Linked DNA regions of Oryzias latipes: region 2 is linked to region 1. Evidence: chromatin contacts called from public Hi-C data. All regions are on one chromosome and are shown on one strand. Each heading gives the region's core, a stretch centred on a gene start, on an enhancer-like site or on the middle of the called end of the contact. The rest is flanking DNA. Distances are from core to core; before and after follow the strand shown.

Region 1 (5,727 bases), core at 2,310-4,809:
CTTCTTCTGTACGACTGTGGGCAATAAAACCGTGAATGTGTTGAAGTTCTGATTTCCTCTTTACTGTTGTTAGCTTTTAGTTAACGTCGCTTAAACATGCAAGCCTTTAAAACTGCCCACCCTTGAGCCAAATGACAAAATGTATTGGGTGTTTTTTTTTGTCTTATTTTTTTCACATTTTGTCAGTTGAACTGCTTTCACAAACCATAAACACTTCAGACTGAATATGAAAAATGCCACAGTTATGTGCAATAAACATTAAAGATACTGTTTCAAAGGAAACCCACAAGCACGACTCAGTAAAGGCTATAAGTGAATTTTATTTCTCTAACGCGGACACACAATAATCGCCCAATGATGATACGATGCAAATAGGTTTATTTTTAGGACAACCAACAGTTTTTTTGGGTAAACATTCCTGCTTAAACTTTTTACAATGTTTTTTTCTTAAAAACTGAACAATTTGTGATCCAGTAACTTTGAGTTACACATAACTTAAATGGAAGTTTTCCCAACAACAACACAATAATAAAGATTTTTCTCGACAGATTATCCTACTCCTTAAGTGCAATCTCAAGACAATCAGGCAATGTTTCTGTAACAACATACAGAAAGGAATCACTATATGATTTATTTCAAAAAACTAATTGGGCAACTACAACAATTGAAAGACAGATTTCAGAAAGTCAGTGACAGATATGTAACATTTGAAAGGACTCTTCTGAAGTTGGAATCTGGAAGTCTGAGTTTGTAAATTGTTGTCTGTTCTCTTCTCTGACACCTAATCTGAGATTTTTTCATGTTTGTGTGTGAAAAAAATCCTTTAAATCATTTTAAATTAGATTAACAAGCAGCTGCCAATGGTTTAAAATTGCATTTCAATGTATCAAAATTATTACACATTTTTTGGTGAAAATAATCAAAATTTCAACTGTGAACAGGATTTTTAAATCCTAAATAATATGTTACTCTACTGTTACTATGAGGTAAAGGAGAGTGAAGTAAACGACCAGTTTACTTTTAATTATGTAGTGTCAATTCTAGTCATTTCATCATAAAAAATCCAACATAAATTAACTTATAATTTACATCCTCCTCAACCCAAGTTTTGTATGTTTTCTTTTGGGCTGTTCCCTTCAAGGGTTGCCAGGCGTAATCCGGCTTCCTTTTCCGGCGGATGCCCCCTCCTGACCCAATCCCTTTGCAATTATCCAGATTTGGGACCAGCTCATGGAAATGCTGGAAGGCGCCCCGATATGGCTACAGTAACTTACAGCACATGGTAGTCCCAGGACTGACCAGGCTTGGTTCATTTCAGGGCCATTACCTTTTTTTTTTTGCATCAGTACCATCCATGACCAGCAGATGGAGCCCTGACACCACTAAAACTGCAGCTCTGCTGTATGAATGAGCACACTTATGTTACAGTATGGCTACAACATGCATTTACAACAAGACATAATATATATAATACTGTATAATAAAACAAGATAAGACTATGCGATTTGTGGAACAACGTTTACATACATTTTCGTTTCTTACTTTTTTTGTAGAGTAAATGTACTTTTTCTTACGGATCCATTTCTGCTTTTTTCAAACCCTTCCTTAAGTGACAGGATCTACTTTTTAGTCAATAAATTAACAACAAATGTACACTTCCTATTCTGGTATGAAAACAACTTTAGCTTGCCCCCTCCCCCAAGATAATAAGCCTGTAATAGTCTTTATACATACCTTTCTTTATACCCTCTCATCCGTCATGTGTATTCTACTTGGGTGCTGATATGGTTAAGGTCAAATGGGAGTATCTTAAGAAGCCTTTCAATGACAGAGGTTGCACATACTTCCCAATTGCAAATGCCACCATGCACCTGCATCAAGGTCACAGCTCACTGCAGGAATGTTCAATTCTGGACCAGTTTTGTTTGTTTGCCAGTCATTCTCTCCACATTGGATTATTTCCGTCTTTTCAGTCTTTTTCTTCCCACGCGGCTCCTTTCCTCCCAGAGGCTTTGCCGGGATCTGCCTCTCGATCCTTTTCCAGTTCTGCCTGACTGGAGCTGGGCTGGTGCTGCTGGTTGGGGTTGTTCTGGCTGCTCCACGACTTGCTCCGGCTCCGGCTGGGCTCCAAATACTGCCTGTTCCCGCTGCCTGTGGCGGAACCCCTATGCCTGTAGCAGGCGCCGCAGATCAGACCCAGGAAGGCCCGTCTCATCTCTCGACTGGCCAGAGTGTAGATGACCGGGTTCATGGCTGAGTTGAGCATGGCCACGATAATGAACCACTCTGCGTTGTAGATGATGAAGAAGCGCTCCTCAGACGACACGTCAACCAGGAGTAAGATAAAAACGGGTGTCCAGCAGACGATGAAAACCCCGACTACGATGATGACGGTGCGCAGCAAGGACATGGCGTGCTCCGAGCTGCTGTGCTTGCTTACTTTCCGGCTGCTGGACTTGACGAGGATGTAGATGCGTGCGTACAGGATGGACATGGCTAACAGCAAACCCATGAACACTGTGATACAGAAGGCTACATATTTCTTGCTGTAAAGAGGGAGGACTTTGGAGCAGTCGCTGAGGTTGTCCAAGCAGTTCCACCCTAAGATTGGTAAAGCTCCAAGCGTTATGCCAACGACCCAGCAGGCGCCGATCAGCAGAAAGACCCTGTAGTTCTTGTTGCTGTTGTAAGGCCTCATTTTGATCATGGTCAGGTGTCTCTCAATGGCGATAGCCAGGAGACTGAAGATGGAGGCACTAAGTGCTACAAACATGCTGCCCTCTCTGATGAACCAGACCGTGGTGGAGAGTTGCAGGGTCTTCTCTCCGGACAGGAACAGGTTTACCGCGTAGGCAACTCCAGCCAGGAGGTCGCACAACGCCAGGTTACCGATGAAGAAGTACATGCGGTTGTGGAACTTGTGGTTCCTCCATATGGCCACCAGGACAGTGAGGTTCTCCAGGACGATCAGGCAGCAAATGATGAGGAACACCGTGGTTTTGGCGTCGACGGTGCCTGGGCTGGAGCCCGAGCAGTTCCGGTGGCCCAGCTTCCCTGTGTAGTTGTAGTGGAGGCAGATAATGGGGTTCATCCTGGAATCACCATCTGCTGACACTGGATATCAGACTTGAGCTGGCACTTCAGGGTGATTTAACCCCAGAGGATGCTGGTTATTATCTATAAAACAGCAACAAACACGACAACAAAATACTTTTATCTTGTAAAAGTGCCCATAAGTTGGGTATTCTTTTACATAAAAGAACAATAATTAATAAATATTTGTCTAAAAAGCTTTTAAATTACAGTTACAAAAATGTATAAACTAAATTCATTCGTTTTTTGAGTTACAAATTTAAAGTAAATTGGTCACAGCTGCGCGCGCACGCGGAGCGGTTTGAGAGAGAGAGCGCGCGCGCTGGCGGCCGCGTGAGCCTTCAACTCACCGCCGGACAGACTCTGAAAGTTCCCCGAAAACTCAACCAAATTCAGCACCGACAAGTTCTTTCTCCTCTCGACCTCCATGGGACATCCTCTCGAAGCTGCTCTCCGCGGTCCGGTCACGGACACCAGCAGCTCCCCATCTCCGAGCCGCTCTCCGAGGAGTCCGCAGCTCGACGGCGCGCGGTGGGCTGGAAGTCAGTCAGCTGCTCCCTCCCCGCCTGCCCCCGGAGTCGTTCCCGCCTCAGCCCGGACGGAGGCGGCCAGAGGTCACGTCAAAGGTTCATTCATACAAACACAGCACGGAAGTTCACGTTTAAACCATTCATCAAGACAAATGTAATCTTCTGGGATAAATCTCAACAGTTCTCGACACTTTAAAGATATTGTATGTGTTTCTTTGTTAGGAAGTTGACATCCACCTTTGTCCAAACCAGCTTTTTATTGACTTTATATAGTCTTGTTTTCTCTATGTTGTCAAATTAATAATTGTCCCCTCATAATTTCATTCTAAAATGGTAATTAAAACGTATTTTGTGAAGTTTCTGTACAACAGTGGTGGAGCTAGAACAGTTTATGGGGGGGGGGGGGGGGCAAAAGGGGGGAGAAGACTTTAAAAGGGTGGCAAACGAGAACAGCGGAGTGGAAGATCATTACAAATAAAAGGATCAAAACCTTATCAAACACTTTTGTCATGGTTAATAATTAGGGCTGCACGATATGAGGAAAACTTGCAATTTGCGATATTAGTGATCAATATTGCAATGAAGATATTATTTGCACAAATACCAAAACAACCCAAAACATCAATTTAATTTCACTGCAACAGTTTAATTTAAATAAGAGTCATCATAACTTCCATTATTCTCCAAATGACCCTCGTCTACATAGGAGGCGAGCATCTAACATAAAAGGGATTTATTTGATTCATTTAATACTTCAAGCTGCAAAGAGATTGTTGTAACACATTTAAGGTATCAGTTTATCGCAATTTTCTCAGACTTTTGCGCTATGCGTCTCCTTTGCGATGGAGGACACATATTAAGGAAATGAAGCTTAAAATGTCTGTTCTGAGTATTGCTTTATTCAAATCGTTGTGAATCAGGAGCAGATGAAAAAATGCAGTTTGAAACAGTTTGTATTTGTGATGTAGAAAATCCGCTGCGCGGGCCAAAAGCTCCCTGCTGCACCCCGCTCAGCTACCAAGGGGACCTGGCTGCAGACATAAACGCCCAGAACTGTAAGTCCGGAACCAAATACCCACATATTGGGTATTGTAACGGGTGACCCTCACCCTTGCGGATTTTAATAAATTTTTCCATAATTCTAAACACTTTTGGTTTAGGGTACTTTTGGGTTTTATCTTCCACGTCTGGCCAATGATGTCAGGTTCCATCTTTGTCCCAGAAAACCAGTTTTTCTGTTTTACATTTATAGCTAAAAAAAGCATAATCACAATTAAAAGACCACTGCGAAGGCTTTTATAATAAATCCAAAGATGATCGGAGGGACTCTAAAGTATTCAGGGTTCTTCACAAGTGGATTAAAAAAAAACTTAGTCCATGTCTGTTTTACTCACAGTTTCAGTCAGACAGAAACTTGATCAATGTTAAAGTAGAGAAACTTCACAACATGTGTCTGAATGACTTTTTAAGCTGAAACTAAAACCTACTGTTAAGTTTCTGTACAGTCTAACTGTCCTCATTTTCATAAGTTTTCCAGCCACATTAGGCATTAGATCAAATAGTTTTGATGATTATTCCAGTCTAAAATAAATCATAAAATGCCTCCAATCTATGTTTGACTTTACCCTGAAATTGTGCATACATTTTCCAAAATAATGAACAAAATCAATATTTTTTTAAAGTTTAACATCAAACAAAAATGTTCTGGGTTCTAGTAGTTTCATTTTAACCTAATTTGTTTTATGTCCTGAGTTGTTTTTTAAGTTAATCCTCATTAGCCTCAGAATTGGGTGAAAAACATCCCAACTTGAGTTCTTATTGATTTTTTTGTACAATTAAGAAACCATGAGCAGTTCCACTAATAATAATCTAGTTTTATGTTCAGGATTTTCCTTTATGTTGAATTGAGATCTTGTATTGAGTATTTATTTACTTTTGAATGCATCTGCTACATGTTTCCTTTTGTCTGTTCACCTTCAGCCAAAATCGAGGTCTTCAATAATTCGAGCTCTGGAGGAACTTGTAGGAGCTCTGCTGCACGATGACAAAGAAGAACGCTAAAGAAAGTTTGTGGTGATGGACCTGTTGGTGATCGCTGAGAGGT
Region 2 (6,437 bases), core at 3,164-5,663, 290 kb after region 1:
GCATGTATTTTTTCTTTTAGTTTTAATGTAGGAGTTAGAATATTTATCAGTTAAAGTTCCACATTTGTTCCTTTTGAATATTGGAGTGAAAACAATTTTTCCAGAAAAGGGTCTAAAAGGGAAACTATTGAATCGGAAATGACATAAAATGTGAATCTAAATGGAATCTGTTCAGAGATTTGAAGGTGAAATCCAGCCTCATCCTTCATTTGAGGTTTTCATACTCACTCTTGGCATTCTGTGGAGATTTTGAGTTCTTTGGTTCTTCCGAGGAAAATTCTGACAAGAGCACTAAAGTTTCCTGATCTGGGATTGTTTTCAACTAAGGAAAGAAGACAACAGGAAAGACAAAAAAAGGAGATAGGGCAATAAATAACAGAGAGCAAGACAAGAAAATAGAAAAAAAAGGGTCATTTTAAAATGTTTTACATGAAAACATTCCCTTGTTTTACTTTTTATTATCATGTCTCCCTATGTACATATAGATTTCTGAATATGGCTGAGCCACAACATGCATGATAGATCTACTAACAACGTAAATATAACAGCCAATAAAAAGAGCATATATTAGAGGCCTGGACTGCAATTAAACTGCTAATTCTCCTTTAAAGTCAGCACCTATCTACAAATGAATTGTTCATTGAAAGAATAAATACACAAAAAAACCAACATACTCAGGGTTTTGGCCAGAGGAATGACAGCCTCTTCTAACAACTTGGACTCTCCACTGCGAAAACAAAACAAGGACAGTATTTTAAAAAATATATATATTATATAATGTCAAATGTATAGGACAGGATTATTTCGTGTGACTGAATTATACACTGCTTTGTAAAAATTCTTAATTTTTTTCATTCATCTTCTGCCGTTTTATCCCTTTCGGGGTCATGGGGCTGCTGGAGCCTATCCCGGCCACTTGTGGGCGAAGGTAGGAGACACCCCGGACAGGTTGCCGGTCTGTCCCAGGGCCGCAATCACACACCCATTCACTCTCACATTCAACCCTAGGGACAATTTAGAGTTGAACAATTGACCTATGAATCATGTTATTTGGACGGTGGGAGGAAGCCGGAGACCCCGGAGAAAACCCACGCATGCAGGGGGAGAACATGCAAACTCCACTCAGAAAGGTCCCCCATTGATGTAGTTTTTCATGTCCCCAGCCGGGACTTGAACCGTCTTGATCTTAGGCAAGAGCGCTAACCACTGCGCCACCGTGCAGCCGCTGTGTAAAAATCCTAATTAAATTATTGATTCATTTGGAGAAAAGAGAGTCCCTTAAAATGCATTTCCAGAAGAGCTCAGCTTACATAACTTGGAACAATTCCTTAACATTAAATCGAGTCAAATTGTACGATGGTTGAAGTCTTAGAGGATTTTCATGTTTTCATGGAAACAATTGAAAGATTTTTCCATAAGTTGGGCTTTTCACTTTTCTTAACTTTTTTAAGAAAAAAAAAAAGAAAGAAAACTGAAGAAAACTTTGCATTTTTAAAGAACTCATAAAAGTGATGGTAAAGTCTTTGCAACTATGATAAAGAAATAATTTGCACAACTTAGCAGAAATAGACCATCTAGCTCACCTCACACATTATTGAGAGGAAATACACTTATTTTTAACACAGCACAGAATTTATGATCTCTGCATAACATAAGTTACAGCTCCTTGAGCAGTTTCACTGAAAATGAACCTTAAAAGAGTATATAAATATTGAGGACAAGTGACTGACTTATGCCTGAAAGAAAAGGAAATGGCACCAGAAGTGTGGTTGACAAAAGGGCTGCAGAAATTTTAGAAATAACTGGAAAAGAAAAGAAACAGGGATCCAGTAAGATGGAGCTAAATGAAATGGAAAATGTGCTTACCTAATTTAATAATTATTTTTTTGTAATAAGAAAATGACAAAAAATATGTAAAAATTGCATTAAAATGATTCATTGGTTCAAACATTTCTTAAAGGTTTCAAATGTATCCTAAACTTTTTCTTAAAGATTGCTTTACTAAATTCATTTTTCTAAAACCTTTGTGTTGGATTTCAACTACTCCTGTGCTCTTTTTGCATAGTTACTTAGTAGAAATGTGACTAAAACTTCAGAATGTAAACAACATTCTATCTAGATTAACGTTTTACAGGAGTTGCAGTCAGTTTGGGAGAGGGAAGCAAAAGTTCCTTCACATCTCTTCAATCTGTCAATACAAAGCTAAAATGTTTGACGTCAGCCATCCTGAAAAAGGCTGGACATTAACCAGGATGAGCTCAGATGGAATCTGTTTTAAAAATTCATCATGCTTTCTCTGTGTGTGGGGTTACACTAAATCTGCCTTAGTACACAGCCAGACAGATGCCTTAATGTCCAGAGGGCAGTTGAGCTTAAAGGTTACATTTTCTGAAAATATGTTAGACATTGACACATTTTGAACAAACTGCAGGGGTTGTCTAAGTTTGTTCTTTAAATTTGAAAATTAATAGTCTAGGTTAAATTTCATTTAAAAAAAATTGCATTTTAGTATAAAGTAAACTTTGTATTTCCCTTTCAGATGCTTCATTTCTTTCAATTTTTTGCTTAGAATGTTAACATTCAATTTAAAGTCCCACCCAGATCAGATTTTGATCCGTTTTCAAATTGTCCCCAGTGTTGTTTTAATTATGATTTTGTTTTTTTTTTAGCCAAAATAAAAAGAAACTGTGTTGTGTTTTTTTTAGGACATAGTTTCTGCAGAGCGGCAGGAGTTCATCAGAAATTCCCCTCTGAGTTGTGGGTGGAACTCTTGGTGTGGAGTGAGCCTACCCTCATTTCCCACCATCCCTTTGTTCACATTCTCTACCGCTAGCTTACAGGCCCTCACACCCTCAACCTAGCATTACCAGTGCAACAAAAAAATGTAATGTAAAGGCATTTTCTCGTCTTCTCCTGATTCGCAACAATTTGAAAAAAGGAATACCCGGACCAGCTATAATCTTCATTTTCTTATACATGTTCTCCATCATGAGAAAAATGCTACAAGAACATGTTAAAAACCCATTTTTCATTGGAGTGGGAATTAATGCCTGGGGTTCAATTAGCTGTCAACGATTTGGAAATATTGTGTTGTAACCTTGGATAGTTCCTTGGAAAAACGTAACTGTTGACATTTCCAACTTCCTCTCCTCTGATTTTAGTCTAAGGCCTCATTGGAATCAAACTGTTGATTTTATGCAAGATAACACATAGTTAACAATAAAATGAATAGATTTAGCAACATTAAATCCTCTTTAACCAACAAGAGACACAAAAATGGCCAAAGGTGGCAGAGTTCAAGAGCAGAAAATTGAAACCTTTTGATAAAACATCTCAGCACAAAATAAAAGTGCCTTTACCTGCTAGTGGGACTGATGAATGTGAAGGAGATGAGCTGGTTCCAGAAGGGATCATTCTCAGATATGGACTCAGGTCCTACCAGGGCCTTGAGGTTGTGGTTATTGGACAGGTCGCTGACCTGACTGGTGTTGGCTCCCATCTTTGCCGACTCTGTCCAGCCAGACTTGTCCCTCGTCAGATGTTATTCGCCGGGCATAAGCCAAATCTTGGAGTAAAAAGATTTGGTCAGCTTCAAGTCTAAAAAAACAAAAAACAAAAAAATAATAAAGCTGAAAAGACATAAAACAGCTTTTTTGTCTGTCTGAGCAAATGGGGAAATTGGGTCCTTATTGACAGTTTTAACAGTAATAAGACATGGAGGCTTTTATAAATGTGAGCTTTATTGCAGCAAACCAGGACATGCTTTGTTTTATTCGAATGACACACCTTTAGCACACAAGTAGACCAATAAGGGATTTGACGAAAGTGCTGCTAGCTGCAGAGAACAAATAGTTAAACGTTTTCAAGTAAAAGTTATTTTTTTATTCTGAAAATTACACCCAAACCCAATGGACAATTTAGCATACTATAATTGAATGAATTTTGCAGTGTCCTGAATTTTATTGGCTAGTTAACCAAATGGGCTAGCTAGTACCGGCTTCAAAGTAAACAGACCATTATTACACGTATTCGTTACTTTAACTCTGCTAAACGACTGTTGTCAAATATAATCAATGTACAGCTAAACGTGGGTCCAATTCCGTACCATGTCTCCTCAGCTGATCGTTGACTAACAGCCTTAAAGCGGCTAACGTCCGCTGCATCATCAGCTGACCGCTCCGCTTACCTGTCAAATTAGAATTTCCTGTGTTTATTTCTGCGCGGTCAGTCCACTGCCCCCCACGTCCGTTCAGTGGTGATGCTTTGTTACCGTCCCACTCAATGTCAGTTTTATCGGCGAAAAATGTTAAATGCCAATTTAAAAATTAGGGTTTGATTCCGAGCTGAGTTTACTCTACACACTCGTGTCCTCCATGTTCTCCACGTCGCCACCCCTGGCGTCAGAATGACGTAAGCCCGTTGCATCGCTACGCATTTTTTAGAATCCCTTTAGTTCAATTTTGGACCGTTTTAGCCAGTCTTATTTTTAAACCAACAATAAATTAATTTAAATAATCTTTAAATGAAGCATTTTTAGTATGGCAACAATGAACGCATTAAAAGAAAAAAAGGGGGGAAAGAAAAAAATTGTGTGGACTGTTCTACTTCAATCATTTATGCAATATAATAAAATGTAAATATAATAATATGCAATATGATAAAAAAAAATTATGTTATAGCTTTTTTTTTTAAAATATCTCGGAAGTCGTTTTTAGTCCATTTCCGTTTTTCATTTACTTTCCTTGACGGTGATCCACCAGCAGACACCAGGGGGCTTTCGTCTTCCTGTGTGGTTTTTTTCTTACACCAAACAAGGACAAATGCATTTTTCACCCCCCACACTTTGCGATAAGTAACAAAAACCAGACCCCCAGGCTGATGAGAAGACAACTGTGTCTGTCATTTACAGACAAGGAAACATTAAATGCTTTTGGGAAATTTTACAAAAGGTCAAAATGTTGATGAACACAAGAGGACAAGAAGTCTACGGTTACAAAAAATACATGTGACATAACCATAGCAAAAAAAGGTTATTTTATTTTAGAGAATTTTTTCAGCACTTTACCTCGCTTACCCCTGAAAACCACAAAAATGACTAATATTTTATTGCAGAGAACCATCAGCCAAAAAAATAATTTGCAAAAAAAAATACAATGCACAATATGCCAGAATGTCATCAGACCAAAAGTTACACATGAACATTCAATCTTGAGGAATTTATTGAATTAAGTTAATGTTCCTAAAGAAAAATATATATACAGTAATAAAACATAGAGAATGTGCAAAACAACAGCTGGGAATACATTTTTAAAAAGTCAATAGTACACAACTGATAAGTTAATTCATAGCATCTCCATTTTACATTAGAGGAATCTTTTCATTTCATTTTAAACTGTTAATCTGTCTTCTTATCTGCTGTTAAGGCAGACCCATTTGAAGTCATCTCACTGTTGCTTTCAGCCTGAAAGACAAAAATACAACAATCGCAAAATCACAAACAATTGTCTTTTAACACCTGCTTTCTAGACCTTTTATTGGTTACCATAGTTTTAGAAAAGAAGCATGCTATAAATTATCTGACAAAAGTATAATTACATATTTTGTTTCACTTCTATGGATTTATTTAGACTCATAACATTAAAAGTGAATTTTAAAAGTGTTAGAAGTTTGTTTTTTTAAATATATTTTCATACTATTGCGTGATTACCTTGCAAGTCCCATTAGTTTCTTGACAGACTTTCTGATCACCCGCTGCCGTATTCTGGACTGCCTTCTTTCCCCAGAATGAGTTGATGATGGGGGAAATGAACGGGTAGAGGATGGGTTCCAGGAACCTCTTGTAGACCCATAGCAGGACAGGAATCACAATGCAGGGAATGCAAACCATGGTTGTGTCTCAGATAATGATCTCAGCTGTCAAGACTGAAACAAAGAAGACAGACAAATGAGTAAGAAAAGGTTAAAATGAAGAGATTTGTTTCGATTCCCTAACATGTTTTTTTTTTTTGTTCTCAGAAATCTTTGGATGTGGGTTTATGGTGTAATAAACCTGCGTGTTTGCATTCCATCATGGTAAAGGCTACTTCTGCTTAGTACGACCACATGACTAAAGTAAAAAAATTAGGCTGTTGTAAAAAATTAAGAGCACATTAAAAAAGGGGCTTGAACCATTGACTATATTTTTAGGGATGTAAAAGATATGGATATATATCAAAAAATAGATGCAGCACTGGGAGTAATAGCAGTATTGGTTGAAAACCACTGATACAAACAAGATTATCTTGGTAAAAATATATCAAATTGATCTGGAAGTAAATAATAGGCTTCTAATATACAGTTTGTCAGTTTCTCTTCCTGTTGTGCTCTCTACTGCCTTTGCCGTTCTAAAAACACAGTCCAATGGAAACAGTGTTCTTAGTGTTCTTGTGACACAGGTG

What was found. A called contact is a pair of places that touch in the nucleus more often than the background predicts.
Region 2: a contact with region 1 is called in a Hi-C map of embryo, with 3 times the contacts expected there. The contact joins the promoter of dym here to the promoter of LOC101164575 in region 1. A contact is called at or near these places in 3 of 5 Hi-C or Micro-C datasets (embryo and fibroblasts).

What each region holds. Positions count from the first base shown.
Region 1 is chr12:9,525,069-9,530,795 of ASM223467v1, forward strand. LOC101164575 (sphingosine 1-phosphate receptor 3) reads right to left here and starts at 3,560. Exons shown (of 2, transcript XM_011481614.2): 1 at 3,444-3,560; 2 at 301-3,177. The coding sequence starts at 3,091. The coding sequence ends at 1,970. It overlaps shc3 (SHC-transforming protein 3), which reads left to right. Exons shown (of 12, transcript XM_004074585.4): 12 at 1-45.
Region 2 is chr12:9,815,595-9,822,031 of ASM223467v1, forward strand. dym (dymeclin) reads right to left here and starts at 4,414. Exons shown (of 17, transcript XM_023961045.1): 1 at 4,187-4,414; 2 at 3,360-3,565; 3 at 675-727; 4 at 229-322. The coding sequence starts at 3,499.